Linked DNA regions of Sus scrofa: region 1 is linked to region 2. A link is a contact called in public HiChIP or PLAC-seq data. All regions are on one chromosome and are shown on one strand. The core of a region is the stretch at or near the end of the contact, and the rest is flanking DNA. Distances in the headings are between cores, read along the strand shown. Region 1 has its middle 11 kb from the start of N4BP1. Region 2 has its middle 26 kb from the start of SIAH1.

Evidence for each region. HiChIP or PLAC-seq counts read pairs in DNA pulled down with a chosen protein or histone mark.
Region 1: a contact with region 2 is called in an H3K27ac HiChIP or PLAC-seq map of alveolar macrophages. The contact joins two enhancer-like sites. A contact is called at or near these places in 3 of 47 Hi-C or Micro-C datasets (embryonic fibroblasts, retroperitoneal adipose tissue and subcutaneous adipose tissue) and 2 of 2 datasets of contacts at active chromatin or transcription factors (alveolar macrophages and skeletal muscle).

The regions. Positions count from the first base shown.
Region 1 is chr6:36,108,201-36,114,371 of Sscrofa11.1, reverse strand. No RefSeq gene overlaps it. Among named protein-coding and RNA genes, the nearest start is that of N4BP1, 11 kb to the left of the region's middle. Within about 2 kb of position 3,546, at least 47 of the 83 cell types and tissues checked have an H3K27ac peak or open chromatin away from gene starts, as enhancers often do. A contact at or near this core is called in alveolar macrophages, retroperitoneal adipose tissue, skeletal muscle and 1 more, where this site is marked.
Region 2 is chr6:36,308,338-36,315,306 of Sscrofa11.1, reverse strand. No RefSeq gene overlaps it. Among named protein-coding and RNA genes, the nearest start is that of SIAH1, 26 kb to the left of the region's middle. Within about 2 kb of position 5,701, at least 31 of the 83 cell types and tissues checked have an H3K27ac peak or open chromatin away from gene starts, as enhancers often do. A contact at or near this core is called in alveolar macrophages, retroperitoneal adipose tissue, skeletal muscle and 1 more, where this site is marked.

The sequences.
Region 1 (6,171 bases), core at 2,297-4,796, 200 kb after region 2:
AGACAGGCTGAGAGAGAGGTGGTCTGGCTGGTCTCCCTCTGAGGTAGGAGGTAGATGGGCCCCTGGGCTGAGAACAGCTGGGACCCAATGGGCTGAGTAAATTGGGTCTTGCTCCCCTTTGACACGTCAAGGAAAAAGTTATTGGCAGGAGCTGAGCTCTGCCGGAGTAGAAAGATAAAATGATCACTTCAGGAGTTCCTGTCATGGCTCCGTGGAGACGAATCTCACGAGCATCCATGAGGACGCAGGTTTGATCCCAGGCCTTGCTCAGTGGGTTGAGGATCCGGCGTTGCCGTGAGCTGTGTGGTGTAGGTCACAGATGCGGCTTGGATCCTGAGTTGCTGTGGCTGTGGTGTAGGCCAGTGGCTACAGCTCTGATTCAACCCCTAGCCTGGGAACCTCCATATGCTGTGGGTGCAGCCCTCGAAAGACAAAAAACAAACACCTGTTGTCACAGTCTTTGCTTCCTTGAAACTTTCTGGATTTCAGCAGGGGGCAAGAATCAGGGCAACTCTGTTTTTAGCCTCTGGTCAGTCTAGTGCCAGGATTCCTGGTTTTCAACCAGGCTGTCCAGGTTAAGTTCCTGAGCAGAAAATCAAGATCTTGCTTCAAGCCATTGCTCATTGCTGTCTCTCAGAGATCACCTGCAACGGAAAGATGAAGAATAGAGAAAAAGCGCATCCCCACCGCAATGAGGATTCTGCAAAGGAAAAGCTGTGTTTATGCCACTTTACAAACAGCTGGCCAGGGACGGCCCCTCTGAGGGGCTGACGTGTGAGCAGAGATCTGGATGGGGAGGTGGGGGGACATGTAGAGAAGAGCTTCGGGGCAGAGAGCGTGGTTAGTGTGTTTGCAGAGCCCCGAGGAGGCCCATGTGCCTGGAGCTGGAGCTGGAGCTGGGGGGTGAGGAGAGGCGAAGGGGGGTTTTGAGGTTGAGAGGAGGGCAGGAGCCAGAGCCAGGGGGCCTGATGGACCTGGGAAAGACGTCAGACTTTATTTTACATAGACGGGGAGTTATCAGAAGGTGGTAAGGTCCCCAAATCCCAGAGGCAAGGGCTTGGGCTTCAGCATCCTGGTAGTCTGGTTTCCTGTTTGTGGAGAGGGCGTGGTTGAGTCTGGGTGGAGGGGCGGGGTGGGGGGGCGCGGCGGTGGCTCATGTGACAGATGAGTTTGTGGAGCTGGAGGGGAGACCAGCTCAGCCTCACGCACTGCAGTCGGGTCTGGGCACCTGGCTGCGCACAGCCGCCTTCAAAACAAAACAGCCCAAGGACAGGCATCGGCTTGGTGGGACCTCTGGGCTGAGTCACGTGGGCGGTGGAGTTTTAGACAACAAGCTTCACCGGAGTGTCTACAAGGCTCCGAGCATTCTCTAGACACGGGGTGGGAGAGAGGACAGCGATGGCTAAGGTGAGCTCTGCTTGTCTTCCTGGAGGAGAAGGAAGTTGTGATGTCTTCAGAGTGAAAGAGAGGAGCTGTCACCACCACAGGGAGAGCTGAGGGGCACTGAGAAGGCGCAGAGACCGCACTCGAGAAGGGGATTGGCTGAAGGTGCTGTGGCCGGAAGATATGCTATACAAGCTGTATAAACATCTGTGTATGTTATATGCACCGCTTTTGCAAATACTCCTTTCATGCTTAACCCTATGTGAGAAGCTGGGCTATGCACACAGCACTTCCAACAGAAAGTCTTCTGCAGGAGTTCCAATCGTGACTCAGTGGAAATGAATCTGACTAGTATCCATGAGAACGTGGGTTTGACCCCTAGCCTTGCTCAGTGGGTTATGGATCCGGTGTTGCCATGAGCTGTGGTCTAGGTTGCAGAAGCAGCTCGGATCCCGAGTTCTGATGGCTGTGGTGTAGGCGGGCAGCTGTAGCTCAGATTCGACCCCTAGCCTGGGAACCTCCATATGCTGTGGGTGTGACCCTAAAAAGACCAAGAAAAAAAGAGAGAGAGAGAGAGAGAGAGAGAGAGAGAGAGAGAGAGAGAGGAAACGTCTCCTGCAAATGATTGATGGGTTGACTCTACACAAACAATCCTGCTGAGCCCCCACAAACAACCCTGGGAGGTAGGCATCCTGCTCACTTTACAGATGAGGAAGCTGAAACTTAAGGAGGTTGAGGAACTTGTCAGAAGTCTCTACCATAAGGAAGAGGCAGGGTAGAGCTGGCTGGCACAGAGATCTGCAAAATCGAAGACTTCTCCGCAGAAGCAGAAGGGTGGAGGCCTGCTGTGGGGCCCCTCCAGCACCGGCTGGCTGAGGTCTGAGGACCTGCGCACCCTGAGATGCTATCTTGCTTTCAGGGCCGGGCAGGCTCACAGGAAGCCAGGTCTCCACCCTGTTCCTCCAGCTTCCAGAGTAAAAAATAACTTGGGCAGTTTCCGGAAGCATATGCATACTGCAGGAAGGACGTGGGATAGCAGTCAAGGTTCCCTTTGTTCTCTAAGGGGGCAAAACGCATAGCCAGCTCTCCCCAGCTCCCCTCCCCACTCTCCCATCCCCACCTCTCGCCTCCTCTCATTCTGAATTCCTGGGAGAGAATTTCCTTTGTGGCTCAGCAGTTAACGAACCCGACTAGTATCTGTGAAGATGTGGGTTCGATCCCTGGCCTTGCTCAGTGGGTTAAGGATCTGGCTTTGCTGTGAGCTGTGGTGTAGGTCGCAGACTCGGCTTGGATCCCACACTGCTGTGCCTGTGGTGTAGGCGGCCGTTGTAGCTCCGATTTGACCCCTAACCTGGGAACTTCCATATGCCGAGGGTGCGGTCCTAAAAAGCAAAGCAAAGCAAAACAAAACAAAACACAGAACTCCTGGGAGAGCTTGTACTGGAATCCCAGAGTTTTTCCTAAGTGTGGAAAGCACACCACTGACGGGATGGCAAACGATATTCATTGGGAAACAGCCAGGCTTTTAAGGAATTGTAATTGTAATGTGTTTATTTTCACGGTTCTGTTTTTGGCAAGAAATACCAGACTCCCAATCATTGTGGCAATAAAATGCTTCCCTTTTAATTGTATTTGACTTTTAAAAATGAGTTGATTTTAAGAAAAATGTTAACCGAGTAGTAACTCGGGTAGGGTGGAGATCTGGCCAGAGAAGAGGGATGAAAAGGACCCAAGTGCAGGAAATACTCAGCTCTGAACCCAGGACATCATCCTGGATGCAGGGATGGGCTCATAGCAGCAAATCTTTTTGGAAGAGCCACGTATGGGTCAAAGGGCAGCCCAGGCACCGGCAGGACAGAAGTCTTGACTCTGCCTTTCTCCGTGGGGGCCTGCATGAGCCTCCCGGCTCCCAGCCGAGTTCCCCTTTTCTGCAATGAGGAGGTTCCGGGCCCTTCCAGCCGACGACGCATTCTCATTCTTTCACTCTCCTGCCAGCCAGAGCTTAGACCAGGAGACGGTGTAACAGGAAACGATTTCACAAGCACAAGTCGCCTCGCTATCAAATATTTATCGCGCCCCTCCGCGCACGGGGTACCTCTACTCTCTCTAGGAAAGTCTTTTTATAAGCAAGGCTTTCTTGATCCAGCCTCCACAGCCCAGGGCGCCACCTGCTGTCCCCACGGCGCCAGTGCAGCCTCCGATTTTCGAGCCCCCTTCCCCGGGAGGGACAGGGAGAATCCCTGGGAAATCCGGGGACGCCGATCTTTTGGGAGGAGGTAGCGAGGCCAAAAGGGGATGCAAAGTAAATGGATCTCGGTGATGGGCAGAAAAGCCTCCCACGGATTGGAAGGGACCTCGGAGGGAACCGAAGGAAAGTGGTCAGCCGCAGCGCTGGCGTCCCGCCGTGCTTTTCTCTGACAAAAACGCTCACAACTGGCAGCTCCAGGCAACCAAGGGGACTGGATCTGCTCCCCAGCACAGCCCAGAGTGTGGAGAGAGCAACTTGGGAGCTGCATCAGAAGCTCAATAAATGGATGACGAAGCTCAGTAATTGGGACACTGCACTCTCTTTTTGCTGCTTTAAGTGGAGAGAGAGGCTATACAAGATTCAAGGTACAGAAAGGGCAATCCCCGGCCCCGTCCTCCCAACACACACAAGGAAATAGCTCCCTCAAGCTCTCTTAGCAGCCTCAGCGAGGCCTCCTCTGCTTCCAGAATGACATCTGCAGGTCAGTCGGCCTACCAACCCCCACCCCCAGAGCACCAAGCCCGCCCCCTAGTGGAAGCTAGAGCAAATGTCTCCAAATCTCCTTAAGTTTTGCAGCTGAAGGGTGGGGTGCAGTGTAGGAGCACAGACTCCCGGCCAAACGTGTTCTATCGCTTTGGTCTGGGTTGGCGGGGGCAGGGCGGGATGCATTAGAATAGGAGTGCTGTGGTCTTACCAGTAGGTTCTGGGGCGGTGGGTTTGGGGTGGGGTCCAGGAAGGCACCCTCCAATGACTCTGGCCCTCCAAAGGTGGCACACCACTGCACTGGCCAAAGGCCCTCCTTTCTCCAGGATTCTTCCAGATGCGGTGAAAAAAGACCCGTGATTGCGGGAACTTACTTTGGGAGACCTACTACCCCTGGGGCTTTATAAGAATTCTCATTCAGTGCTCACCACTGCCCTTTGAGTGGCGCCATCTCTCTGGGGAAGGGTTTTAAAGAAAGGGGAGACTAAGGCTTAGAGGATTCCTTCGCTTGCCCCAGACTCGTAAATGGCAGGGACCAGGTTGGAATTCAGCGCATTCTGATTTCCAAGCACATGTACTTTTTTTCCTATTTCCGTGACAGTGATTCTCTTGATTTATCTTATTTGGGCCTAATGATTTTAAAGTTGATTTTCAAAATAGGTGGTACAGGAATGTGGCTCAAAAATATCTAAAAAAGTGATGAAACATACTTAGTACCATTGCACAGCAATATGACTACATGTAACCCTCCTGACCCGCTGCACTGGAAAATTTAAAGATGGTGATTTTTGCTATGGTTTTTTAATCACATTAAAAAAAAAAAAAAAAGGCATTCAGGGAGTTCCTGTTGTGGCTCAGCAGTAATGAACCTGACTAGTATCCATGAGGCTGCAGGTTCCATCCCTGGCCTCTCTCAGTGGGTTAAGGATCTGGGGCATTGCCGAGAGCTGTGAGCTGTGGTGTAGGTTGCATGTTGCTGTGGCTATGCCCTAGGTTGGCAGCTGTAGCTCTGATTCGACCCCTAACCTAGGAATTTCCACATGCAGCAGGTGCAGCCCGAAAAGAAAAGGAAAGAAAAGAAAAAGGCATTCAGAGGAAGGATTCCCTCTTGCCTTTGTACCCTGTCTGTCTCGTGACCCCTCACCATGGGTAACCATTGTCATTAGTTTTATATGGATCTTTCACTTTTACTTGTTTATTTATGGCAGCACCCAAGGCATGTGGAAGTTCCCAGGCCAGGGACTGAACCTGTGCCACAGCAGTTGGATCTTTAACCTCTATGTCACCAGGGAACTCCTGGACCTTTCGTTTTTAAAAAGTACACACAGTAAATACGAATACATCTCCCCCCTCCCCTTTTGCATAAATCGGCATCTTATAACTGTATAGGATATCTTGGAGATATTTCTTTTTTTTTTAATGGAAGTTCCTGGGCTAGGGGTTGGATTGGAGCTGCAGCTGCCAACCTTTGCCCGAGCAACGCAACGCAGGATCTACAATGCAGCTTGCAGCAATATGGGATCCTTAACCCACTGAGCATGGCCAAGGATCGAACTCGCATCCTCATGGACACTATATCTGGTTTTTACCCTCTGAGCAAATTAATTTTTGAAATTAATTAAAATTTTAAAATTGAGATGTAATCAACATACAACATTATATGAGTTCCAGGTGTACAACGTAATGATTCAATAACTGTATACATTGTGACACAATCTCCCTAATAAGTCTTAGTTAACATCCATCATCTTTCATGGTTACAGAAATTTTTTTCTTTTTGTCTTTTTAGGGCCGTTCCAGGAGCATATGGACGTTCCCAGGCTAGGGGTTGACTCTTAGCTGTAGCTGCTGGCCTGTGCCACAGCCTACAACAATGTGGGATCCGAGAGGTGTCTGTAACCTGCACTACAGCCACAGCCACGCCAGATCCTTAACCCACTGAGCGTGGCCAGGGATCGAACCTGTGTCCTCATGGATTCTAATTGTGTTCATTACTACTGACTGAGCCACAATGGGAACTCCTTTTTTTTTCCTCTTGTGACAAGAATCTTTAATAT
Region 2 (6,969 bases), core at 4,452-6,951:
TGGGACATGGGTTTGATCCCCGGCCAGGCAGGCACACTGTTAAGGATTGTGCATGGGCACACCTGCAGCTTAGGTTGAGACTGTGGCTCAGATCTGATCCCTATGCCATGGGGTGGCCAAAAATGAAAAAATATATATTTAATGAAATACTATATATATAATTTGGGGCCACCCCTGAAATGAAAAAAATATATATATATACACAGAATATACAAATATATATGATGAAAAAATGTATGTATGTATGAATACATACATATATATGTGTGTGTGTGTGTATGTATATATATATGTAATTGTCCTATCTGTGCTAAGCTCAGAGGGGACTAGCAAAACATATGAGCTCTCATTCCCTGAGGCATTTACCACCTCCTGAGGGAAGTGATGGGGACACAAATAATTTGAATAGTTTGAATAACCCCAGAGGTGAGTTCTGCCCTAAAAGAGTCAGGGATTCCATTCCAAGTAAGGGCCCCCACCTCTAAGGAGGAAGCAAGCAGCTTTTAACTTGGACCCAAGGCTGGGCATGGAGGGGCCATGGGTGGGGAGGAGGCCTGTGCTGGGCAAATGAGTCTGCCCTGGGCGGGTGAAGGGAGCTGCTTCTCTGGATACATCAGTCAAATCAGATTGGGTTTGAATAGCTAAGGAATTTGCACTATATTGCTTATTACTGTGTGTTTGTGTGTGCAATCAAGTTTCTGAATAGAGAAAGAAGGCCACACAAGGATGGCAAATGGAAGAATGAGGAAATGTTGGAGGGCTGAAGGTCATGGTCAAGGAAAAGGCAAATGTAGAAGAAAGGTAACAGGGCCAACTGGAGGCCAGAGTGACTCCACCTTGGAAAACCTGTTCTCCCTGTTACTGAACTCAGGTTTGGCTGCCAATATTTGACATCAACATTGGTAGGAAAGGAAAGGTGGCTTTATTTCAGAGGCTGGCAATCTGGGGAAAGGGCGGACTCATGTCCAAAGGCCAATCTCCACCCCATCCCCTACCCCTGCCTATCAGAGGGCAAGAGATTTTAAAGGAGAATTTCAAGGGTGTGTAAGTGGAGGGAGGGGGCTCCCTGCAGAGCAGCAGAGTCAACTCCAACTTTGTTTTAAACCCAGTTAATCTTCAGTCCCAGAGTCAGTTTGTTTCCACTTCCTTGAGGCCAGTTCTCAGAATTGTGGCTGCTTAAGTCATGGCTCCAGTCTGGCCATCATGTAGTTCCATCTGGTGGGGGCTTTCGTATCTACAAGACAGCTCACGGTATATGGCTCAGAATATTATCTATAGCCTGTGAGGAGGAACTAAAGGTCCTTGACTTTGTTTACTGGCTAAACTATTATTAGTTTGTCCTGTTTGGCTATTTTTCTTGGTTCTGTAGGTTCTCATTTCTCTGATTTATTTTATTCTTTGGTTAAAGTTTTTTTGCAGAATAAAGACAGGCAGAGGATATGGTGGGGGTCGGGGGAGCTCTGTCCTGTCCTGAGAGGGGCCTCTAGCGTCCTGCTGTGTGACACATTTACCCTAGTTACAGAGAGGAATTGTAAAGCACATGGGTTTATGGAAGGAGGGCTTAACGCCAAGTCATTACTCGGTTTCTATTTCAGAGCGCCAAATCAGGGATTATAAATTCAGTCTTTTAATTTTAGTGAATTCTTATGTCATACTTTTTTTTTTTTTTTTTTGTCTTTTTGCCATTTCTAGGGCTGCTCCCTTGGCATATGGAGGTTCCCAGGCTAGGGGTCTAATCGGAGCTATAGCCACCAGCCTACGCCAGAGCCACAGCAACGTGGGATCTGAGCCGCGTCTGTGACTTACACCATAGCTCACAGCAACCCTAACCCACTGAGCAAGGCCAGGGATCAAACCCGCATCCTCATGGTTCCTAGTCGGATTCGTTAACCACTGCGCCACGACAGGAACTCCTCTTATGTCATACTTCTGGTGTGTAGGCTGCACATATTTGAGCAGCACAAGTCTCTGAACTTTAAAATGTTAGAGCTTCCCAGAGTTCCTTTTGTGGCTTAGTGGGTTAAGAACCCAACTAGTATCCATGACAATGCAGGTTTGATCCCTGGCCTCGCTCAGTGGGTTAAGGATCCGGCATTGCTGTGAGCTGTGGTGTAGGTCACAGATGCAGATCAGATCTGGTGTTGCTGTGGCTGTGGTGTAGGCCAGCAGCTGTAGCTCCAATTTGCCCCCTAGCCATGGGTGCAGCCCTAAAAAGACAAAAAAAAAAAAAAAAAAAAAAAAGTTAGAGCTGGAGAAACATCCCCAGTTATTGGATGGAATGCTCACAAACCCTTCTTTACTATCTAATGTTATCTAACATAAAGAATTGGGCAAAACTTCTTGTCATCCTAGAAGGTAAAATAAGAGCTCGTTTCTTTTTTTTTTTTTTTTTTTTTTTTTTTGGTCTTTTTGCCATTTCTTGGGCCGCTCCCATGGCATATGGAGGTTCCCAGGCTAGGGGTCAAACCAGAGCTGTAGCCACTGGCCTACGCCAGAGCCACAGCAACACGGGATCCGAGCCGCGTCTGCGACCTACACCACAGTTCACAGCAACGCCGGATCCTTAACCCACTGAGCAAGGGCAGGGACCGAACCCGCAACCTCACGGTTCCTAGTCGGATTCGTTAACCACTGCGCCACGACGGGAACTCCTCTTTATTCTTTAGACAAAAACAAACAACCCTGTTTGTTAGGTGGAACCACATGTGAGATTCTAGGGGGCTTAAAAGACTCTAAACTGACCTCACACACCATGCTTCCCAAGTGAACCCAAATCTGCACCTGACTGCGGAGAGAGGGCTCATCGGTCGCTTCCCCGAGAAGCCGGGCTGCTGCATGTCCTCATTTCCTAAGGATGTGCAGCAACAAATCAGAAGCAGGCCAGGGGTCACCGAGCACACGCCTGCGTGATGCCTACCAAGGGCTGCCAGGCAGCTGCATGCTCGCCTCATCCCCTGGCAGTGTCCCTGTGTCACGGAGGCTGACGGGGTGGTTTCCTCGGGGTCCTACAGAGATCAAGGATGGTCAATGTCCAGGAAGTGGGTTCTGCCCTTTGAGCTGGCAGGGCAGGCCAGAGGTCTCTTCTGTCTAGCCCTGCCCCTTCTTGGCCCTCACACAAGAATTTTGTGACACCCCTTTGCACCTCCTAAATGTTAATTGCAGATGTGTGTCTGCACAGGACTGCCTCGGCAAGATGCACGGCAGCCCCCACCAGTGGAAACACCTCTGCTAAAAAGGTAAGGGAGTCAGGGCGAGGACACAATTGCACAAGCCTCAGCTCACCCAATTTTTCCATGAAGAACAATTTGTTACTTAGCAACCAAAGCAACTGGGCCGAGGCTCAGGAAGTCACTTACCCCAAACAGTACACTAAAACCACCTGTGACCCCAGCCTTGTCCACCAGTCTTCAAATGTGGGTTTTTGGAGTTTCCTGGTGGCCTAGCAGTTAAGGACTCAGTGTTGGTTACTGTGGCGAGTGTTCGATCCCTATAGGAACTTCTGCACTCCTCAGCCATGGCCAAAAAAAAAGAACAAATGTGGGTTCATTAGAATGGAATGATGCATGTATTTGTTGAAAACGCTTTATTTGTATATTTATTTTCTGCTTTTTATTTTATTTTATGTTATTGATTTATTTATTTTTGTCTTTTTGCCTTTTCTAGGGCCGCTCCCGCGGCATATGGGGGTTCCCAGGCTAGGGGTCGAATCGGAGCTGTAGCCACTGGCCTACGCCAGGGCCACAGCAACACTGGTATCCGAGCCGCATCTTCAACCTACACCACAACTCTCGGCAATGCTGGATCCTTAACCCACTGAGAAAGGCCAGGGACCGAACCCACAACCTCATGGTTCCTAGTCGGATTCATTAACCACCGAGCCACGACGGAAACTCCTAGCCCTGCACACTTCTAAGCACAAGGGCCCTAGACCAACTGAGTGGCTCGGGGTAAGTACCTCTTGCACCGCTTAGCACAACTCTCAAAGTGGTGGCCGTGTGGCCATGACGTCAGAAGGCGGAGGTCAGGCTGAAACCACCTTCCTGGGGTGTGCTTTAGCACGTTGTCCCCAAACACCACGCTGGTGCCCCTGTTTCCTGGCTCACTCTAAGAGGTGTCAAATGATAGCCCCCCAATTTGGTGAGTTCTGTAATTTCTTGGTTTGATTTTTTTTTTTTTTAAGAAAATTGGCCAGATGACTCATCAGGTTTAGATGGACCCAATCAATTGGTCAATGAGGAGGGGAGGTGAGGAGCTGAATTTTTTTTTTTTTTTGGCTTCCCCTGTGGCATGAGGAAGTTCCAGGGCCAGGGATGGAACCTGTGCCACAGCAGCGACTCAAGCTGCAGCAGTGACAACACTGGATCCTTAACCCCTTGTGGGGAACTCCAAGGAACTGAAATATTGATTTTTCTACTAGTCAATGTAGATAGGGCCAAGTGGATATGATTTGGGGGAGAAGAAAGGAGCTGATTCTAATGAAGAAGTCTAGGTCCCAGGGGAGCAGACACATGCAAAAACATGAAATTTCATGAAAACCCATAAACATCCACATAGAGAGTGGGATGCAAGCAGGGAAACTCTAGCAGGTGGGTTGCAGGATGCTGCTGGGGCCAATCCTGCAGCTCATATCACAGAGTTTCTGCTTCATGTCACATATGGGGAGCCATCAGAGAGCAAACAGATCTGAGCAAACAGATCTGATCGGTGCCTGAGCAAGACTGACTGTTAACTCCAAGAGGGACCTCGGAGGGCCGAGAGGGGCATCAGGGGACAGTGAGAGGCTGTGGCAGTTCCCCAGGTGATGGGTGATCCGGGCTTTGGTCATGCTGGCTCGAGTGTAGAGAGAAGAAGGGAACTGGAGATTTATTCTGGGAAGGAAATCCACAGGACTAGCTATTGAGAGGAGAAACAAGAAAGAGTAAAAAGAATTGTTTTGCTTGAGCACCAGGTGGGGTTATTTATTTAATGAAATGGTAAAAACTGGGAAGGGAGGAGCTGGTGTGCTCAGGATGGAGTGAGAAAATAAGCCAAAAATTGGAATGCTTATAAAAAGCTATGCCTGGGGCCAGCCTAGACCCCTTCAAGAGCACAAGGGCTCAGGGTGGACCAGACATGGGACTCCCCGACTTAAAACTCTCTGCGGCTTCCTCATGCCTAAAGCACCCGTGGTCACCTGTGCCTGTGTTTCTGAGTCACCTGTGAGCCCTCTCGAAGCGGGTGGCCTCCTACATAGCTCAAGAGCAGAGGCCTCTCCCTCAGGACACAGAATTGGCCCTTGGCGGGGTGGTTGCCTCTGGGAGTTTACCAGGCGCTGTTTACACCCTCAAAGTCTTCTGCTCACAAAGTAATTGTATACAGATTATAAAAATTCGAATGATACAGAAAGGTTTTTTTTTTTTTAAAAAGGAACAAAACCTTGGAGAGGGCAAGGCCCATCCAGTCCCCCTGGCCCCTCATACTCATATTTACTCCGACCAAAGGGGGTCTAACTGGCCAGATCTGGGATCTGAAAATGGTACATCCTTTCCTGACAGCACCCGGGCTTGCCAGCAGACAGCCGGGCGCTGGCAAACACCCTCCGTAAGTCACTCGGGGGAAAGTTGAGAAGGCCTGAAATTCCAAGAAGGTGTAGGAACTGCAGTGTCAGGAGGGGAAGTCTGCGAGCCCATGCTGTGTGATTAGCCAACCTGCCGAAATATGTTCAGGGCCAGTAGCCAGGGCCACCTCCTCAGAGGCTTGGAGGGCAGAAGCTCTGAGTGAGTCAGGAAGTCTGCAAATATTCTAACTACTTTCACTTTTAAAAGTCAACATTCCAATGATTTTTAAATAGATCATCCATGTCCACAGTAAAAAATAAAATTCCAATATTGCAAAAGGTCTACAGGAAAAAGGAATTCTCCCTCCCATCCCTGTCCTGTTACAAGATGTCCTGTTTCTTTCCAGGAACTGAGCTGTGTGCAGGGACCTGGCCCCTCCTTTTCCCTCTAGTGGAGCCATATATGGCTTCATGGCCCTTCCTTCTGCCCTTCTCACCTGCAGTTGAGTCGAAGGCCCTTACTCTGTCTACTGTGCAGCGCATGACCGTCCGTGGGCACCTGGCTAAGCGCTTAGTGGCTCTGCCCATGGTGGTGTTACCTAAGATCCTGGATGGAATGATTCTTGAAATAGTTGGGTTGCAGGACATGAGAGCCAATGGTTAGATCTGTGCCAAAAACATACACATTTGGAGTTCCCTTGTGGCTCCGTGGGTTAAGAACCCGACATAGTGTCCATGAAAGTGCGGGTTTGATCCCTGGCATGGCTCAGTGGGTTAAGGATCCGGTGTTGCCACAAGCTTTGGCATAGGTCACAGATGTGGCTCAGATCTGGTGTTGCTTTGTCTGTGGTGTTGGCCGGCAGTGCAGCTCCAACTTGACCCCTAGCCTGGGAATGTCCATATGCTGCAGGTGCGGCCCTAAAAAGAAAATGAACAAAGAAACATACAAATTTCATACGACTACTTCTTGGTGATTCATAGGAGTGAAGGAAAGAGAAGATGTATGAATACCCTCACTAATAGACTGACCCCTATTCGCTCTGCCTCTGTCTTTGTCTCTCTTTCTCCTCCCTCTCCCTTCCCTCCCAATCTTCCATAGATCCTACAAGTAGACAGAAAGCCTGATCTGATTTCTTTACCTTCTGGCTGATCCAAGGTAGTGGGCATGTTTTGTTTTGTTTTGTTTTGTTTTGTTTTTGCTTTTTAGGGCTGCACTCATGCCATATGGAGGTTCCCAGGCTAGGGATCTAATTGGAGCTACAGCTGCTGGCCCCAGCAACACCAGATCCGAGCCATGTCTGCAACCTACATCACAGCTCACAGCAACATCGGATCCTTAACCCACTGAGTGCGGCCAGGGATTGAACCCACAACCTCATGGTTCCTAGTTGGATTCCTTTCTGCGGAGCCATGACGGGAACTCCCAAGGTAGT